Linked DNA regions of Sus scrofa: region 1 is linked to region 2. The links are chromatin contacts, called in public HiChIP or PLAC-seq maps. All regions are on one chromosome and are shown on one strand. Each heading gives the region's core, a stretch centred on a gene start, on an enhancer-like site or on the middle of the called end of the contact. The rest is flanking DNA. Distances are from core to core; before and after follow the strand shown.

Region 1 (3,842 bases), core at 97-2,596, 150 kb before region 2:
GAGGCACAGATGGGGAGGAGAGACACACATTAGATAAGATTAAATGATTTATTCAGCCAGGGCTCCAGGGAGCTCCTGGAAGTGAGGGGCCCACGGAGCAGAAGCAGAGGGAGCATACCACCAGGGAGCTTTCCACTGCACCCGGAGTTCCCCTTGCGGGGCTGGAGGCTGCAGCTCATACTTTCTGTGCAGAGGAAGATGGAGGTAGATGTGAGAAGCCTAATTTCATGACTGCTCCACGGGCCCTGTGTCCTTGGGGCTTCACCTCAGTCTGCAGGAAACACACTGACCTTATGTGCAGCCATATAAGGGAATGTTTAGACTGCTGTGCTCTCTCGTTGGGTCCAGTTCCCCCCTCCTCCCTCCGGAAAGCCAGGGAAGGGATTCCTGTGGTGGTGGGGGTTCCACCTCCAGTTTTCCAGCTCATTTCTCCACACTCACTGGAGTCAGTCCGCCCCCCAGAAAGTGTTCATGTTAGTATTACTGTCTTTTTGTTGCCTCCAAACTCAGAATGTCATTTAAGGAAATACTATTTAGAGCGTCAACTAAAACTGATTCAGAGTTTTTCCACCCAGAGCCAGAGCCTAGGAGCTCCTGCTATAGTACAGTAGATTCACGATCTGGCTTGTCTCTGTGACGTTGCCAGTTGGATCTGTGGCCCAGCACAGGGGGTTAAAGATGTGGCTCTGATTTGGATTCGATCCCTGGCCTGAGAACTTGCATAGGCTGTAGGTGTGGGCTTAAAATAAAAAGGGGGGGGGGAATACCTTAGGAAAAACTAAGAAAATGTTAGTGTAGTGTAGGTGATCGCAATACTGAGGTTACGTAGGAAGATGTCCTCTTTTGCAGGAGTTGCGTGCTGAAGTGTGTATTGCTGAGTGATGCAGTGGCTTCAGCAGACTTGCACATCATTCACTAAATCTGAGAGCATCCCAAAGCAGATAGGGCACAACGTTCACTGCGACGCTACATTGAGACTATGGAGGTGTTCATTGTTCTTTCAAATGCTTTGTGTATTTAACATTTTTCATAACACAGACTTGAGGGTGTAAAGGAAACTGCATCATGCAATCTGGAAAGAATAAGGGTCACCGAGCAGACAAGGTCATGGTGTGTAAGGAGGAAGAAAAGTTATGACGGTTGTTGTTGTTTTTCAGCTCCTTCCGCTAGTTGGTGAGATTTATTCTTGGTAACATGTGCCCCAGAGCTACCTCTGACCTCATTTTTTTAATTGATAGAGGCATCTGCTAGTGCGGAACTCAGCCACGACTCTCAGGCTGCCCATCTGTTTGATTTGTGAGCAGGAAATAGGAGTTCGGGATCATGAAAAGGCAAAGCTGGGGAAGCCAGCCAGTCCAAATTAGGAGGCCACTCAGGTTTGTGAGCGCCTGGCGGGGAGCACTCAGGACACTGCTGTTGGCTGCCCTCTTCCCAGGGGACCTGGTGGGTGGGGAGACTTTCCCTCTGCTTCTGGATCTTTTAAAGGAAAGAAAATAACAGTGCCTTCTCCCTGTGCTTGGTTTAAGAGAAATGTTTCCGGGAGTCCCCGCTGCGGTGCAGTGGGTTAAGGATGTGGTGGTGTCTGTAGCAGCACAGATTCAATCCCCGACCCAGCACAGTGGGTTCAAAATCCAGCATTGCTGCAGCTGTGGCTCAGATTCGATCCTTAGCCCACGAACTTCCATGTACTGAAGGTACAGCCAAAAAAGAAAAAAAGAGAAATGTTTTCTTTGAGAGTCACTGCCTTTGCATTCTTGCTCAGGGTGAAATTTGCTAGGAGGTAACACATTAGGGGATAAAAAGAGCTGATTGGCCTATGTAGCAGCAAAAACATCATCACTGTAAATCAGAACATGCCTCTCCTGCTTAAAACTGACAGGTGGCTTCTCATAGTACTTAAAATTCGAACTCCAAGCTTTGACCTGTGATGCCCAGAGAATTCATCCATGCCTGCTCCCCGAACCCTGTCTCTTATTACCCATCTCTTCCTCCACAGTTCAATCACATGGCCAGAGATGTCAGGCTAGAGATGCAGAATCTGAGGGGCCCTGAAAGTCTGTATCAGGACCATGGCCAAATCTTACTTTCCTTGGTGTCTACTCTGATGCTTGCTGGCATGTACCCTCTTGGTGTTAAAATTCAGGGGGCACCAAGAGCATCCCCCCAAAAGAGCATCTCTTCTGGTTTCTTATCCCAATGTCTGTAATTCTCCTACTAGGAACTTTGTCAATTTGAAATGTTATATAATCTCTAGAAACCCCACTAAAATAACAGAATCTGCTGAGACTGATTGTAAGAAAGATGATGCTGTGAGAGCCAGAACTTTGGTGTACTCATTTATCAAATAATTTTGAGGAATAGGAAGATCACTCAGGAAAGAGAAACTAAAAGACCTGCTCCAGGTCAGTGGGAGGGAGGGAGGGAAAATCACTGAAGTCAAAACTCTGGACTGTGACGTAGAAACTGGACTATACCTGAGGAGATGTTAATAGAATACTCTGATACAAGTAGATTACAGAAGAACAATATTGTATATGCCATTCTTATTTTAAAATATATGCTTAGGGAGTTCCCGTTATGGCTCAGTGGTTAACGAACCCAAGTAGCAACCATGAGGATGTGGGTTCGATCCTTGGCCTCATTCAGTGGGTTAAGGATCCAGCGTTGCCATGAGCTGTGGTATAAGTCATAGACACAGCTTGGATCCCAAGTTGCTGTGGCTCCGGTGTAGGCCGACGGCTACAGCTCCGATTTGACCCCTAGCCTGGAAGCCTCCAAATGCCACGGGTGCAGCCCTAGAAACACAATAAAAATAAATAAATAAAATATATGCCTAGATGTTTAATGCATGGAAAAACCTGGTAGGATAAGCCCCAAAAGATTATCGGTGATGACCTCTGGATGATGGGATTATACATTTTTCCTTTTATAGAAAAAAAGTGTATTATTTATTTCCATTTTCTATTTTTTCAAAAATAGCCAGAAAGAAAGGGGCTAGAAGACAACCTTAAAAATATATCTGGGATCGAAGGCATTGCCGTGGGGGCTGTGGTTAACAATACTATATTGTGTACTGGAGAGCTGCTAGGAGAGTAGATCTTAAATGTTCTCACGACCACAGTCACAACAAAAATGGTAATTGTGTGGGGTGAAGAATGCATTACATAACCTATTGTGGCAGTCATTTCACGATATGCGTATCAGTCATCACGCTATATACCTTAAGCTTAGAATATAATATATAAATTATATCTGAATATACCTGGGGGAAAAAACATGTCCACTAAATTAATAGTTTTTCAAAAGATATCCTTTTCCCAGAGGCTGAATTAAGTATTGGGTGCACTTCCAGAAGAAGACGACAAATGTCCAGTAACACAGGTGAAGTGATTAAAATGTTGGGGATGATGGTTCTTGGAAATCAAGGACAACGCGTGCGTAGCTTAAATGCCACTGCCACTGTTCAAGCCCAAGGCTGACATTAATGATGCTCCCGGCTGAGCCCAAGGGCGATGTCAGAATCCTCTCTAGAAGCAACCCCTGCCTCTCGATCATGGTTGGTGCATGAGGGGACCCCAGGACCATCCCTGCTACATATGCTGCCTTTGGGCAAACCATGAAAAGGTGTCCTTTCTCAAGATGTTCCACCTCCTTTTGAAATATTATCATAAATACTTATTTTTATAGAACAATCATCGTAAAGAATGTATCTCTGAGGTCTGCGATATGTTACCCGCCTCCCCCAGGACAGGATCCCCTCAGGCAGTACACTACATGCATAATCTGCTCACAGCAGCCCTGGATTGATCCCTTTTTGTCATCTCTGCTGGAGACCCCTTCCC
Region 2 (3,560 bases), core at 599-3,098:
CTCCACTTCTATGTACACTCGATAATTTTTCATTGTAAGAAATTTTAAAAGTTAATTAAGGCATACAGATACAATATAATATCATACAGCCATTAAAAATGATCCAATAAACTTACATGGGAATGTATCCATAATAGACTCCCATACTGTGCTGTATGGATGTCAAATGGTACAGCTTTGGGGAGGAATCTGTGGAATGTGAGGTATAATTTGTCAAAATTTAAAACATTTTAAACATATATGCTATATGACCTTGCAATTCTACTTCTAGGTATCAATCCTACAGAAATACTTGCAAATATGCTTCAAGATTATGTATACGCTTACAAGTGCAGTATTATTTATAAAAGCAAGAAATTGAAAAACTGTCCAGTAGGGAGATTTTAAAATTTTGGTCCATCCATTCAGTGGTTATCATAAAGAAGAATGAAATGGTCTGTAAATATGCTAATGTGGAAAGATATTGAAGATAAATAATAAAATAAGCAAATTACAGAACAGTACATAAAGTTTGGATCTCATGTAATTTAAAACTCTATTACTTAGGTAATTTTTTTCTAGAATTTTATTATCAAAGTTTTAAACACTCCAAAAAGTTACGTAAATTTTTAAAAATAATTGTTGATTGCCCACACTGTATTTCCTAGCCAGAAGAAAAATAAGCTATAGGAGTTCCCAGGTAGTACAGCAGGTAAAAGATCTGGCATTGTCACTGCTGTGGCTCGGGTTTGATTCCTGGCCAGGATCTTCAGCGTGCAGTGGGCATGGCCAAAAAGAAAAAAGGAAAAAAAAAAAAAAAAAAAAAAAAAAAAAAAAAAGGAGTTCCCGTCATGGCGCAGTGGTTAACGAATCCGACTAGGAACCATGAGGTTGCGGGTTTGGTCCCTGCCCTTGCTCAGTGGGTTAACGATCCAGCATTGCCATGAGCTGTGGTGTAGGTTGCAGACGCGGCTCGGATCCCGCATTGCTGTGGCTCTGGCATAGGCTGGGGGCTACAGCTCCAATTCGACCCCTAGCCTGGGAAACTCCACATGCCGCGGGAGCGGCCCAAAGAAATAGCAAAAAGACAAAAAAAAAAAAAAAAAAAAAAAAAAAAAGGCTCTAAAACTTGGGATAAAATAGGAACCTATTTGGATGAATTTACATGGAAATTTATACAGGGTTAAAAAACCTATGAGAAATAGTATGTTCAGTGTAAATGCTCACTCGCTGGATGCAAGCTATCACTGTTCCCTTAAGGTAAACAGCCTGGTGGTCAAGGGTTCCTCAAATTCCCAACTTCCTCCAAGTACACAGCTTCCCTTCGCTCTGACCAGGACCCACCTACAGCCAACAGGGCAGCTGACAGCTTCCTCCCATTCATTTTACCCCGTGCTCCTGCAGAAGGGCCGCCAGGAGAAATAAGCTTGAGACAAAAGAAAACCATGGACATCCTTCCTGGCTACACAGGCAGCCGTGGCTGCGGGTCCCTAGAAGGAGAGAGAGCCGGAACCAGTGAACAAATCCCAAGTCCTTATCAGATAGCTCAGGGCCTCGCCAAGGGAGGGCATGGGCACCGATTCTGCAGGCACGGACAAGAGGTACAGTTCAGCCAGCTAGAGAAGCCTGCAAAGCTGTGTTCTTGAGATACAGTTAGGTCAAACTGGGCACAGCTGGAGAGCAGAAGTGAGTTTCCTCCCAGGGGCAATGGGTTTTAAGGTCATCTTCCTAATTACACTTGGAAACCAACTTGGGGGAATTCCCTCTTACTTCATTCGTAAATGTTTTTCCCATCCTGAAATACAAGTAATAGCGACTATTTACTGGGCTCTCACAGTGCACCAGGCACAGGGTAAGCCCTTACGAGCATCACGTTATTGAATATCACACAACATCCGATGAGGTGACAGCTATTATTAACCCCATCGTGTGGATGAGGAAACTGAGACTCGCAAAGGTAAAAGCAACTTGCCAAAGTTTATACCGCTTGTAGGTGCAAGGATCCAGGCTCTGAATTCAATTTGCCTGGCGTACAACACTACAGGCCACTGAACTTCAAATTCCAGAGTTGTTTTCGTTTTTTTCTTTTTTGGCTATGCCCCCGGCACGTGGAAGTTCCCAGGTCAGGAAACCCACACCATAACAATGACCTGACCCATAGCAGTGACATTGCGGGATCCTTAATCCACTGTGCAACAAAGGAACTCTCACTAAAATCCAAATTCTAACCAGGACCTAGGGAAGGCAGAAGGAAAGGAAAGGAGGAGGGTGGAATAATAGAGCAGTAACACCAGTGTTAACCCAAGAAGAGCATACAAAACAAACGCATCGTATCCAAGAGGCAATCTGAGGCCACAGCCAAGAGCCTGGGCTTGGAGTCAAATAGATCTAGCTCTATGTCCTGGTTCTGCCCTTCCTATCCAGGTGAGCTTGAGCAAGTTACACTGCTCCATGCCTGCTTCAGCATCCCCATCTGCCAAATAGGGCTAATACAGGTACCCACGCTTCATAGGATTGCTGTGATGACTCAGATGAACTATGTAAAGACTGCAAAACAGAGGTTGCTATATAGCCATCACCTACATTGTAGCTGTTCCCATGAGTTATGACATCATTATTCATTTCCGACCATCATTCCTCAGCCAGACTGAGCATCAGACATCATGACCCGGAACTTGGGAAATGTTGATAAACGGTAACCACACACTATTTCTCAATATGTTTTTCTCTTGTCACGTTCTTACTTGAAGACAGGGGCACATGCAATGCTTTGCATCACCAAGACACTTTAGAAAACATCTCTTCTTGATTTTGCATTAATGAAAGTTAACATACATTGAAATCCTGCTTGTTATGTGCCAGGCATTATACTAACCACATCAAAATACATGATCACTAAGCCTCCCAAACCCTGAGTATTAGTTACCTGTGGCTGCCGTGTAACAAATTATTACAAACATGGTGGCTTAATGTAAAGTTATTCTCTCAGGGTTCTGGAGACCAAAAGAAAAAGTCAGTATTACTGAGCTGAAATCAAGTTGTCAGCAAGGCTGCACTTCTGGGAGGTTCCATTGCTGGCCTCTCCCAGCTTCTCATGGCTGCCCTCATCCCTTGGCTTGTGGCTGCGTTACTCTCATCTCTAAGATCACAACGCCTTCTCCTCTTCTGTCTGTGAGCAAATCTCCCTCTGCCTTCCTCTTACAAATACACTTGCGACTGCATTTACAGTCCACCCAGAAAATCCACAATAATCTCCCCTTCTCAAAATCTGTAATTTAGTCACACCTAACAAAGATTTTTAGCCACATAAGGCAGCATAGTTTCATGTTCTAGGAATTAGAATGTGGATCTCCTAGGGGGTAGGGGACATTTTTCAGCCTATCCAACCCTGCAATGAAGTTACTAATGTGTATTGTCTATGCAGGAGGTAGACTATAGCAAGAAGCATGGAGATCAGAGTTTGACTCCTGGCTCTGCCTGACATGGGGAAAACTACTCCGATTTCTCACACTTGAATTTCTCCATTTATAAAAAGTGAACAACAAGAATATCTTCTTAAAAGGGCTGCCATGAGTATTAAA

What was found. HiChIP or PLAC-seq counts read pairs in DNA pulled down with a chosen protein or histone mark.
Region 1: an H3K27ac HiChIP or PLAC-seq map of skeletal muscle shows a contact between it and region 2. The contact joins two enhancer-like sites. A contact is called at or near these places in 3 of 47 Hi-C or Micro-C datasets (liver and skeletal muscle) and 1 of 2 datasets of contacts at active chromatin or transcription factors (skeletal muscle).

The regions. Positions count from the first base shown.
Region 1 is chr16:65,879,660-65,883,501 of Sscrofa11.1, reverse strand. All of the region lies in intron 26 of CYFIP2 (cytoplasmic FMR1-interacting protein 2), which reads left to right. Among named protein-coding and RNA genes, the nearest start is that of FNDC9, 20 kb to the left of the region's middle. Within about 2 kb of position 1,346, at least 33 of the 83 cell types and tissues checked have an H3K27ac peak or open chromatin away from gene starts, as enhancers often do. A contact at or near this core is called in skeletal muscle, where this site is marked.
Region 2 is chr16:65,731,114-65,734,673 of Sscrofa11.1, reverse strand. The region is part of intron 3 of ADAM19 (disintegrin and metalloproteinase domain-containing protein 19); the gene reads right to left. Among named protein-coding and RNA genes, the nearest start is that of ADAM19, 17 kb to the right of the region's middle. Within about 2 kb of position 1,848, at least 14 of the 83 cell types and tissues checked have an H3K27ac peak or open chromatin away from gene starts, as enhancers often do. A contact at or near this core is called in skeletal muscle, where this site is marked.